2 separate regions of the Anas platyrhynchos genome follow, and region 1 is linked to region 2. A link is a contact called in public Hi-C data. All regions are on one chromosome and are shown on one strand. The core of a region is the stretch at or near the end of the contact, and the rest is flanking DNA. Distances in the headings are between cores, read along the strand shown. Region 1 holds the start of TYMS (thymidylate synthetase). Region 2 holds the start of THOC1 (THO complex subunit 1).

Region 1 (5,021 bases), core at 660-3,159, 170 kb before region 2:
AAGCCACCTATAATGAGCTTAAGGTCTTAAAATCCCTCTTGTTAGCGTGACAAAAATTTAAAATGTTACAAAATGACCTAGAGTCATGCAACAAGAGTTGTAGAACAATGAGCTCCTCAACAACTCCAAATCAGCAAACTCACAAATCCAACATAACAAGTGTTCTGTTTTGGGGAGTATCTAGCCTTTTATCTCTGGAAAAATGATACTTAAAAAAAATATGTATGTATTTGAGTCCTGCTATTTAGGAAATGATTAGGTAGATTTTCACACACCAGTACATTGTCACAACATATCAAGAACCCTTGTACAGCAACATATTATCTACAGAATTTTAGTACTCTACCTACAGCTATTAGCTCTATTAGGTCTCATTTTTTGCTGCTAAAAAGCCTAATGTTTACATCAGTCTTACCGCATCTGTGGTTCCTCACTGCTTGCTTCTATTCAAATCAATACAATCTACCTCAATATTAAAAAGTGGATCATTAAATTGTTTACAAGCTACTTCATATTACTATTTCTTACACAAACACTAATAAGACTGTATTAGGCTTTGCAACTGCAGTGCATTGCTAAAATAGCACAAGCACTCACTGTATGAGGCCATTTCCCTTGAAACAGAGGAAAAAAATGATTTGCAACAATGCAATAGTCTTCACGAAAATACACAGTGTCTCGAAGATAATGGTCTTGAGCATGCAGTGCGTTCTGCTGCATGAACAGAAGTACCCGCAGCCATCCCAAATTCCTTAACCTATTCCATACCAGAAAGTTGTTTTGACATTATTTGCAGGCCTGCTACTGATAGAGACATCCAAATACTGAACCTTGATAAACCACAGCAGCTCCTCCAGCACGCCTTTCCAGAACACTCTCTTGGTTGTTAGCAGTGGAAACTGATCTGAAAATATAATAAACAGATACAAGCTGTCAGAGATGACCACCAATTTGTTAGGGCGAGCTGACCTAGTGTTTTCTCCAGAGGACAGCGTCCTCATCTGATGCTCAGGAGTTTGGAGATGAGGTTAGACGCTGGGAAAGGATGTGCAATGCTGTTATTGGGACCGAGGAAGATAAGAGCCTGCCTTTTCTTTTCCTGGAGCAAAGTGCGGCGGCAGATGGAGGTCGATGGTTTGCAGAGGGGGATTTTGCAGAGCGCCGCCAGGGACACCATGGGGCAGCATGCGGGGCCACGTAGGCCTGGCATGTAGAAAGCAGAAAGAGGAGGATTTGGATAAACTTTTATAGGATAAACAATCCTACCTCAGAGGAGGCTGAGGGGAAACTTTTCGAGCATACACAATCCTATTTCACCAGTTCTCCCTCCTCTGCCCGCACAGCAGGAAGGTTCCCTCCCCATCCTCCCCCTTTCACCACCGCACCCGGGGGCACTGCCACTCCTCCCTAAAATACAAAAAGCATTGCCGGGGGTGTCCCTGAGTCGTGGCAGCCTGGAGTAGGGCGAGGGGTCTGCAGGGTTGCCCCCAAACACCTCCGCAGCCCCCCGGGCAGAGAAGATGGCGCCCGACCCCCACCGCTGCGGGGCGGCTCTGGGGCCGCGGGTCCCGCCTCGGTGCCGACCTCTGAGGCTGTAGCGAGCCTGCATGCCGAAGACGGAGATGGTGCCGGTGCCGGTGCGATCGTCCTTGCGGTGCCCGTGCTGCAGGATGTGCCGGACCTGCTGCAGGTACTGCAGCTCGCCGGCCATCGGCTCCAGCCCATTAGCAGCCGCGCTCGGCGGCTCCCCCGCCACAGGCATGGCGGCAGTGGGCAGCCCGGGCTGTCCCCGCCGGCCTGGGGGGGCTCCGGCCCCGGCTTGGGCTGTCCCCAAGCCCTCGGCCTCTCGTCCGAGCCCGGCAGAAGTTTTGCTTTCCCGCCCAGCGCTGGGAGGAGCAGGCGTAGCAGCGCTTCCCCTTCCTCTCCCCCCCCTCCCGCAGTGGCTTTCCCCACGGCTCTGGCCGGGGCCCCATTGCACGTAGCCTGGCAGGCCTCTCCCGAAAACCTAACGGAGCCTGGGCACCAAACTGCCCTGACTTCTCACTTGTTCCACCCCACGGGCAAATTAATCCATCTCTGGTCTCTTTGGTAGCAGGACAGAAGGTTTCGGCCTGTGCTGGCAGGCTGCAACACCTCAGGAGGGATTGCTTCGACCTCAATACCCAAAGCCCCGAGTGCAGCCCGGCACCTGCCTCCCTCATCTTCTGTGAGATGCTCCTGCAGCACCATGCCCCATGCACAGGCTCACCTCCCGTGTTACACCCACCCGTGCTTTTACAGCTGGGCTCCTTCTCTGCCATACCTTCTCACCACGGGTAGCACTCGGTGCTGGCTCTTACTGAGTTTCATCCTGTCGATCTCCGCTTCTCTCCCCCGTTTTTCAGCATCGTTTTGCATTCTGACTTGTGCCTTCTGAACTGATGGAAATTAGTCCTGATGCAGCATCATCTGAAATTTTTCTAGATAGATTCTGTTCATCAAGCTCTTCCCTGAATATTTCTTCACTAGTATGTCTTAGAGTCACTTATCTCTCAGACAAAACCCAACTTTCTAACTACTAGTGTGATTGCAGGAGTTATGACTACTAATCTCTAAAGATCAGGATCCTGCAATACAGGCATATATAATGAAGGATGAATGGAGATGGATAAATGGATGAATGGAACAGAGGACTGTTTGCTAGAAAGCATTCCTTCTCCTTACTGCAGGCAGCAAACTGTATCTTTCCTACTATTTAGACAATAAAATTACTATTTTTCTCGTGTCTCTTGTATCGTTTTGTACATTTTGAAATGAATACAACTTCGTTAGCAAAGACAGTTGAAAATGGTGAATATCATCATGTGCCAAAAATTCTAAGAAATATCAGGCACAGTAAATGAAACCAAATTACCCAGAACTCTGCTTCTAAGAGATGTATCAGTACTTAACCTTTATTATAATTTGCAAATACCGTGCAAGCTAAAGTGTATAATGTAGGAAAAGACAAACATCTTTTCTGATAAAGGGTTCCCTGTTAATTATGGCTCCAGAGGCAAACTACAAATAAAAAAGTGCCAAAGGCAGAAGACTTACTCATTACTGCATATTCAGAAAAGTCAATTAATGTGCATTATAAACATCAAAAGGAACTGGAAGAAGAGATGGAAAGTTTTCATTGGAAAATAATATGCTATATGCATATGGAAATCTGGTTGATTCAGACTTAGCTGAATGTGCAACATCTGTAGGGACCAATCTGGAAAAGGCTTAAAAATGTGCCTGAATTTAAGTATGCAAATAGGAATTATTTGCATGCTTAGAGCTGATTATTTCCTTAAATCTTTGCATAAACAGGACCATAGCTGGTTATCAAAGATTACCTAATTTACAACATAAATAATATTTTATTTAAACAAATGACACTTAAAATGGGATTGAATTTGTTTTCCAATTAAAAGATTGCTACAGTCATCAGTTGCTAGCTGATACATCATAGTATTTATTAAGCAAAATTGTATTTATACGCAGCTACTTTAACCATAGGCATTCAACAATTATCTGTACATCGAGCTAAGGAGTATTTCACCTAAGGAGAGTATACTGGATTTCAGGACGTAAGATTTCACACGTCTTCTTTCCTAGGAGAAAAATAAATAAATAAATTATTTTAAATCTGAAAGATGTTTGACAACTAAATGTATGGGGAATGTATCAGTGTCCTGCTGTAAAAACTTATACAACATGAAAAACAGGCCGAAGCGGATTTTTTTCTCTTTTTCACTTCTTGTGGAGCATCCCATTTCCTTGTGGAGCTTTTGTTTTTTCTTTCATTGTACTTTCATGTACCCTGAATTTGTTGTGCAAACGGAACATAAAATGGTATTGCAGTTTGGAAACTAACACCACTTACTTTTCTTGGGTATGAAATGCATATGAAAGATGAGTTGCACAGGCAATTCAGGCTAAAAATTATATTCAGACTAAAGAAATTAATTTTGTCATCATAAGGGCATGAAGATTAGTCTTATATGATCTGAAAGAATATATATTATCAATAACCATAGAAATTACAGAGAATTTTGAAGGCAAACTGTATATCAACTGTGGGAGAATTTTATTTTGTATGCTTACAAATAATAAAAACTATGTATTTTAAATATAATATAATTTCACCAACATAGACCTAATCAAAATTCGTGGTGAGGCTTATTGTATTCTGTCTAAATTCTGCAGGCCAGGCCACCTCAGCCTCTCTGATGGAGGACCTCTCATCTGTTTAAAAATTGTGAGTCTGACCTCAAGTAATGACAGTCAGTAAAAAAAAAAAACACTGACATTTTCTTTTCTTCCTTTTTATGTTCCTTCAGAGACTTCTACACGCTTTCAGGTTATGCTTCCCAGCTTTATTTGCTGAGATGAGGCTGCCAGACGCTCAGTGACCTGAAGAGGAGCCATCTCTGAGTCTAGTGCCTCCTCAGCACATCGGTGGGACACTGCAGTACTTGTAGGTCTGCACCTCTTGTGACTCCGGCCTCTAGGATTGCCATTTGTGAGCATTGGTGGCTGCTAGAACTGTGCATGACAGAGCTCCTCACAGTTCCTCCAGGTTTTGTGGCTAGCCCCATGGCAGCTATCCTGTTTTAGCCACCTAAAAAACGCGCTATCTTTCCTAGAGTTTCCCGATGGGGTGAGATAATGTGAAGCAATGTTTGCCCCTGCCTCTCTGGCCTCGTTCCTCCCTCCCCATCTGGAAATCTCATAAACACAGAGCGAGGCCTCCATGAGCAATTCCTCCAGAAATGGTTAGAAGGCTGTGGGGAGGATTTTCCTCTGCACACTCCTACAAGTCAAATTGCAGACTTGGTTAACTGCTACTCTGAGCAGAGCACTGCTAACGTGCAAATTTTATGGCAAAGCAACTCTTTCAAGTCATGATGCTGGCCCTAAATTTTCAGTCCTTTATTGTCAAAAATAACATGGGGCATGCTCTTAAACACCACCAAAAATAATAAAAAAAAAACCAACACATTATGAATAGT
Region 2 (4,916 bases), core at 1,393-3,892:
CATTTTTCGTGCTGATCCTTGCGCACTGAATGTTGGGTGTTCTTGTCCAGGGAATAAAAGTGTTGAAAAGAAGAGCTCCTTGAGCACAAGGAAGGGCAACCAAGGAGGGAGAACTAAACACCGAGCACTACTGCCACCAGAGACAGAGGCTTCAGAGGCTTCTGACTATGTTGTTCTGCAGGAATGTTAGCAGAAGTTAAAATAGAAACCCAGTTTGGTCTTGGAAAAGGATTGTATCCAGAAAAATAGTGTCTGGTTTAGGTGAAGCTTTTTGTAATTTCAACTACACAACCTATTGACATAAGGTAATGCGATCTCTGTTCTATCAATTGCCCTCTGAGCAGAGAGATGTTCTGAGATACTGGTTTTGTTAATGGCTTTCTTCCAACTGGACTTTCAGCTGGAAATAGGTTTTAATTCTGGGCTGAAAACTGATTTGGCTTGTACTAGTTTTAAAGAAAGTAGTGTTAACTCTTTTCTTCCCCCCTTAGCTTTCTACCTAGTACATACCAGAAGACAGCCTACATGATGGTGTACATTTCTAACATATTGCTAGTCAATTTAGGACGTTGACTCCTCTTCATGTTTTAATTTGTTACTGCCTTTACTGCTCCACTGAGTTTCTGATCCCCAAAGCAGAGCAATTTTATCTGCCAGCCCAGGGCATTGTTTGGCATCTGTGCTGGAATGGTGGAAGATGCCTTTAAACCATCAGTTGTCAGTGTCTGTGCTATGGCAAAGCCAAGTGGCAAGCAGAAATGTCATGCTGCTGACTTTGCTGTGGGAAGAGTAGTCTCTCATAACTGCTGGAGCACAAACATCTTCAATCACAGCAGCCAGCTTGCTGGACTCTTGTCAATAGCCCAATACGAGTACTAACAGCTCAGGGTCAGTGCCTGCTCTGCACAAGATCTATAGGAAAGTGACAAATAGCATCCTAAACAGAGGAAAAAATCATGGCCTGTATCAAGCAAAAAATGGCTATTAAGTCAAAATAGTAATATTTTTCTTCTTCTTTATCTGTTCCTACACCAAGAAAAAAAAAAATCTATGCTGTACTCACTACCAAGTTACATTGTACTTCAGGCTGGCAGCCCTCTATAACATCAGCCTTGGCTGAAGGAATATTTATATTCTACAAAGACACCATTTACTTTGTCAGTATCTCCTTAGGACACTTGCAAATGGCTTTCTACTGTTCTTGTAAAAGTATAAATGCTTTTTTTTACCCTATTCAGAGAGCTCTTTGTTTCTCTTTCATACAGCTCTGGAGGTGGGGGACAACATCAGAATAATCTCAACATAATACAGTGCCTTATTCATCTGAAAATGTGTTTTAATTTATCAAAATAAGAGATGAGAAATATCAGAAAGACGTTGCAGAAAGCCAAGCAAACTTTCTTGCAAGCCTGAATGGGTAATATTCAGTATGTCTCACAGCGTATGCAGGTGACGCATTCCAAATGATTAATCATGCCTATATTCAATGTTATGAAGCCCTTTCCCCCCACGGTTTTGAAATGAATTGAAACGACCCTGAATTTTTTTTTTTAAGGAAGTGTCACACATTGATTTCATTTATAGACGAAGGGCCAAACCTACAGCTGGCACTGCCACCAGAACCAGGCGTCCATCCGCACCTCTGTTTTCTGGGTAAACGCTTCCCTCTGCCGGCAGAAAAGCGAACGAGCCACACAATAAAACAGGCTTCTAGATGATCTCTGAGGTTTTTAATATTTGCTTTTAGAATAGTGAATGCAATTAATAAAATGCAAATAATTACTTGCATTTTCCAGAAGCAGGAAAAAAAAAAAAAAAAAAAAAAAAAAAAGGTATCCTAGTTTTTCCTGCCTACATAAAAGGAATCGGGCAGCACCTGTACTTTTCAACCAGGTACTGAACTGTGTGCCTGGGAGACCTGGGAAAGTGCCCTGGGGCTCTGCTTTCTTTGAGGTGTCTGAATTATTATAATTATAGATCTAGAGAATGGCTTGGGGTGGAAGGGACCTCAAAGATCACCCAGTGCCAGCTCCCTGCCATGGGCAGGGGCGCCAACCACTAAATCAGGTTGCTCTGGTCCCCATCCAGCCTGGCCTTGGACACCTCCAGGGATGGGGCACCCACAGCTTCTCTGGGCAGCCTGTGCCAGCGCCTCACCACCCTCGAAGTTCAAAACAATATCAAAGTTCAGTAACTGCGACACTTTCGTTCCCAGACACTCACATTTTCTGAGAGACATTTAGAAGATGTGTAAGCCAGTGTGTTCTAACATGTTACTTCAGTAATGTGCTACATCAGGAATAGCGCTTAAATTCCACGTCCAGGTCAAGACCTCCTGAGCTATATGCTGTATGAACAGTACATTGCTGTATACGCTGTATGAACAGTATATTGATTTTCTGGGCATAAAAATAAATAAATAAATAAATGTTGTGTTGTTGCTGAAATAATGATGGACAAATTTTTAAAATAGGGAGCTGTATTTGACACTGGCAGGCAGAAGAGGCGAAGGTCTTCGGAGCTGCTAGACGCAGGTCTTTCCCTTCCACCTGCACAACCCAAAGAAACAGAAATTAAAACACGGGGTAGGTAAAAAGCAGCTTTTTTTTTTTTTCCACAATGAGGGCGTTGGGGGGGGGGGGGAGCAGCGCCTCACTAACGGCCCGCCCTCAGCGCCAACGGCCGCCCGGCCGCCATCGCGTCATCGCGGAGCGCCGCGGGCCGGAGCCCAACCATGTCGCCGCCGCTCTTCAGCCTGCCCGAGGCGCGGCTCCGCTTCACCGTGAGCAGCCCGGGGGGCACCGGGGAGACGGGGACGGGGCCGGGGGGACGCGCGGCTGCCGCCATCTCGCGCTGGGCCGTGCTGAGGGGGGCCGCGCCTGGCTGCGGGGAGGGCCCGGCTGGGTGCTGAGGTGCCCGTAAGGCGCCGCGAAAAGCGGGGAGTGGGGCTCGCACCCCCATCCCAAACCGCCCCAAATCCCCCTGCTGAGAGGGGGAGGCTGTGGGGGGCTTGGGAGTGTGGTAGGCGCAGCAGCGGGCACAGCGCAGCGCGCCCCTTTGTGCTTCGCTTCCACCATGCAGCCCTCGGGTGTGAGGCGTGATCTGCTACCTCACATGCCTAATTTGCTACATATTTCGTGTTATTTACCCGATTTGTTTCCAAAGACTCCTTGGTAAGTCGCTACGTGGTGTGTGTTTACATGTAAATCAGTACGCGGGGTGCAGTACACGCGGTTCCCTCGCATTTCTGACCATCAGGTGGCAGAAAACAAAAGTGATCTGGCAGAAACAACCTTGGTACCATTCCAGCTTCATACTGCCCTTGTAACTTTTGTCTGTTCACACTTTGATAGTCTTCTACCAGAGAGGCCCTGCATAACAAAACTATCAAACCGCTGCTGAACGCATTTAACCAGATTCCTGGGAGGTAAGTGGCTGCCACTGGCTTTAAAAGGTGCCCGTTTCCAGATCTTTTTTGTGTGTTCCTAATAATAACGTTATTAACTGATGTGGGGTGTTTGCGTTTGCAGTGAAAATGAAAAGAAGTGTACCTTGGATCAAGCTTTTAGAGTTATTGTAGAAGAAGAAATAGTAAGTACTTCAAACTGCTAAGGCATGTTTTTTAGTATAAATCCAACTTTAATCCACTAGTTAGGATATTAGTTTAACAGCAGCTTATTGCAGTATTGGGAAATACTGGTTATTTAAAAAAAAACAGTCTGAAAATTTGAGTTCATAAATACAGATTATTCTGCATTATACTTCAAGAGTAGGGTGGAGTGGGTCATCTGTTACTAGCATGTAACAAAGTTGCCTGACGGTAAACAAAAGGAAACAGAGGATGTTTTTGTTAGTATTACTTGAGTGTAGGTGGAATGGAGGGTAGTTATATTCAGAGGTGAATGACACAGTCTGCAGAGTAAATATTGTAGGGTCTTCAAAAGCTGTAACTGGTCAAGAAGTGTTGTTCATTCATTAAATCTGTATACAGTTAACTGATGGGTCTGATGTAACAGGTTGAAATTTCAATGTCAATATCTGTTATAAATACCCCTGCTTGGAAACAAGAATTTTGGTTTCATTAAATATATTAAAGTCAGAATAAAGAAGTTTAAAACTGTTCTTTTTGCTTAGATAAATAAAGCTCCATGTGAAAATCTCCTGGCAATTATTTCTCTTGCTATTAATGGAGTCACAGAAGGTGAGCATCTTTTTTCAAATCTATTGGCAGTTTGGGGGGCTTTAGGGTTGTTTCAGATTTTAATACCTTGATTTTTGTAAGTTGTATTCAGCAGTTGGCTTTGATAATATGCGGTTTTTAGGGTAGTGATTAACTCTGTTTCATGAGAGGAGTGAAATAGAATTAAACTCAGTTACCTGTGTGACCTTTGTGTTGGAATCTTTTTTTGAGTTCTACTGAATGTCTCTGCTCATCTCCCACATACTGACCTGTCAGGACACAGGTGTTTTTTAGATACTTGAATCTGTTTTGATAACTTTCATCTTCTGTGTCAGAAATCATTGTGCTAATCTCTTTTGAAGAGTCTTTCACATACTTCCATTTATTTACTTGTTCACGTTACCTATCAAATACTTGTTTTATTAAGTATAGCTCAATTACGTATGTGTCTTAACAACTGTAGAATAACATGATCTATGATTACAATGAATGTAGACATTAGCAAGGTACAGAGCAGAGTGTGGATATACATGCTTGAGGAAAAGACTCTCAGACTTCTTATGTGTATGCAGTAGAACTATGGATTTAGAAGTCTGAAGGAGTTTAATTGTGAGATGCAAGGCTAGCTGTTTGAGTCTTCTGAGATTTTTAAAACAGTTCTTGTTTAGTGTTTTCTGCACATTAATACAAAGCTCTCATCTGCATGTGTACATGCATACAAAAATATCTTCAGTGG

Evidence for each region. A called contact is a pair of places that touch in the nucleus more often than the background predicts.
Region 1: a contact with region 2 is called in a Hi-C map of liver, with 4 times the contacts expected there. The contact joins the promoter of TYMS here to the promoter of THOC1 in region 2. A contact is called at or near these places in 4 of 8 Hi-C or Micro-C datasets (F5 follicle, liver, skeletal muscle and 1 more).

What each region holds. Positions count from the first base shown.
Region 1 is chr2:53,914,069-53,919,089 of IASCAAS_PekinDuck_T2T, forward strand. TYMS (thymidylate synthetase) reads right to left here and starts at 1,910. Exons shown (of 7, transcript XM_027451979.3): 1 at 1,585-1,910; 2 at 831-904. The coding sequence starts at 1,762. It overlaps CLUL1 (clusterin like 1), which reads right to left. Exons shown (of 9, transcript XM_072034772.1): 9 at 2,526-3,620.
Region 2 is chr2:54,087,365-54,092,280 of IASCAAS_PekinDuck_T2T, forward strand. THOC1 (THO complex subunit 1) reads left to right here and starts at 2,643. Exons shown (of 22, transcript XM_027451976.3): 1 at 2,643-2,782; 2 at 3,354-3,427; 3 at 3,531-3,591; 4 at 4,135-4,201. The coding sequence starts at 2,735.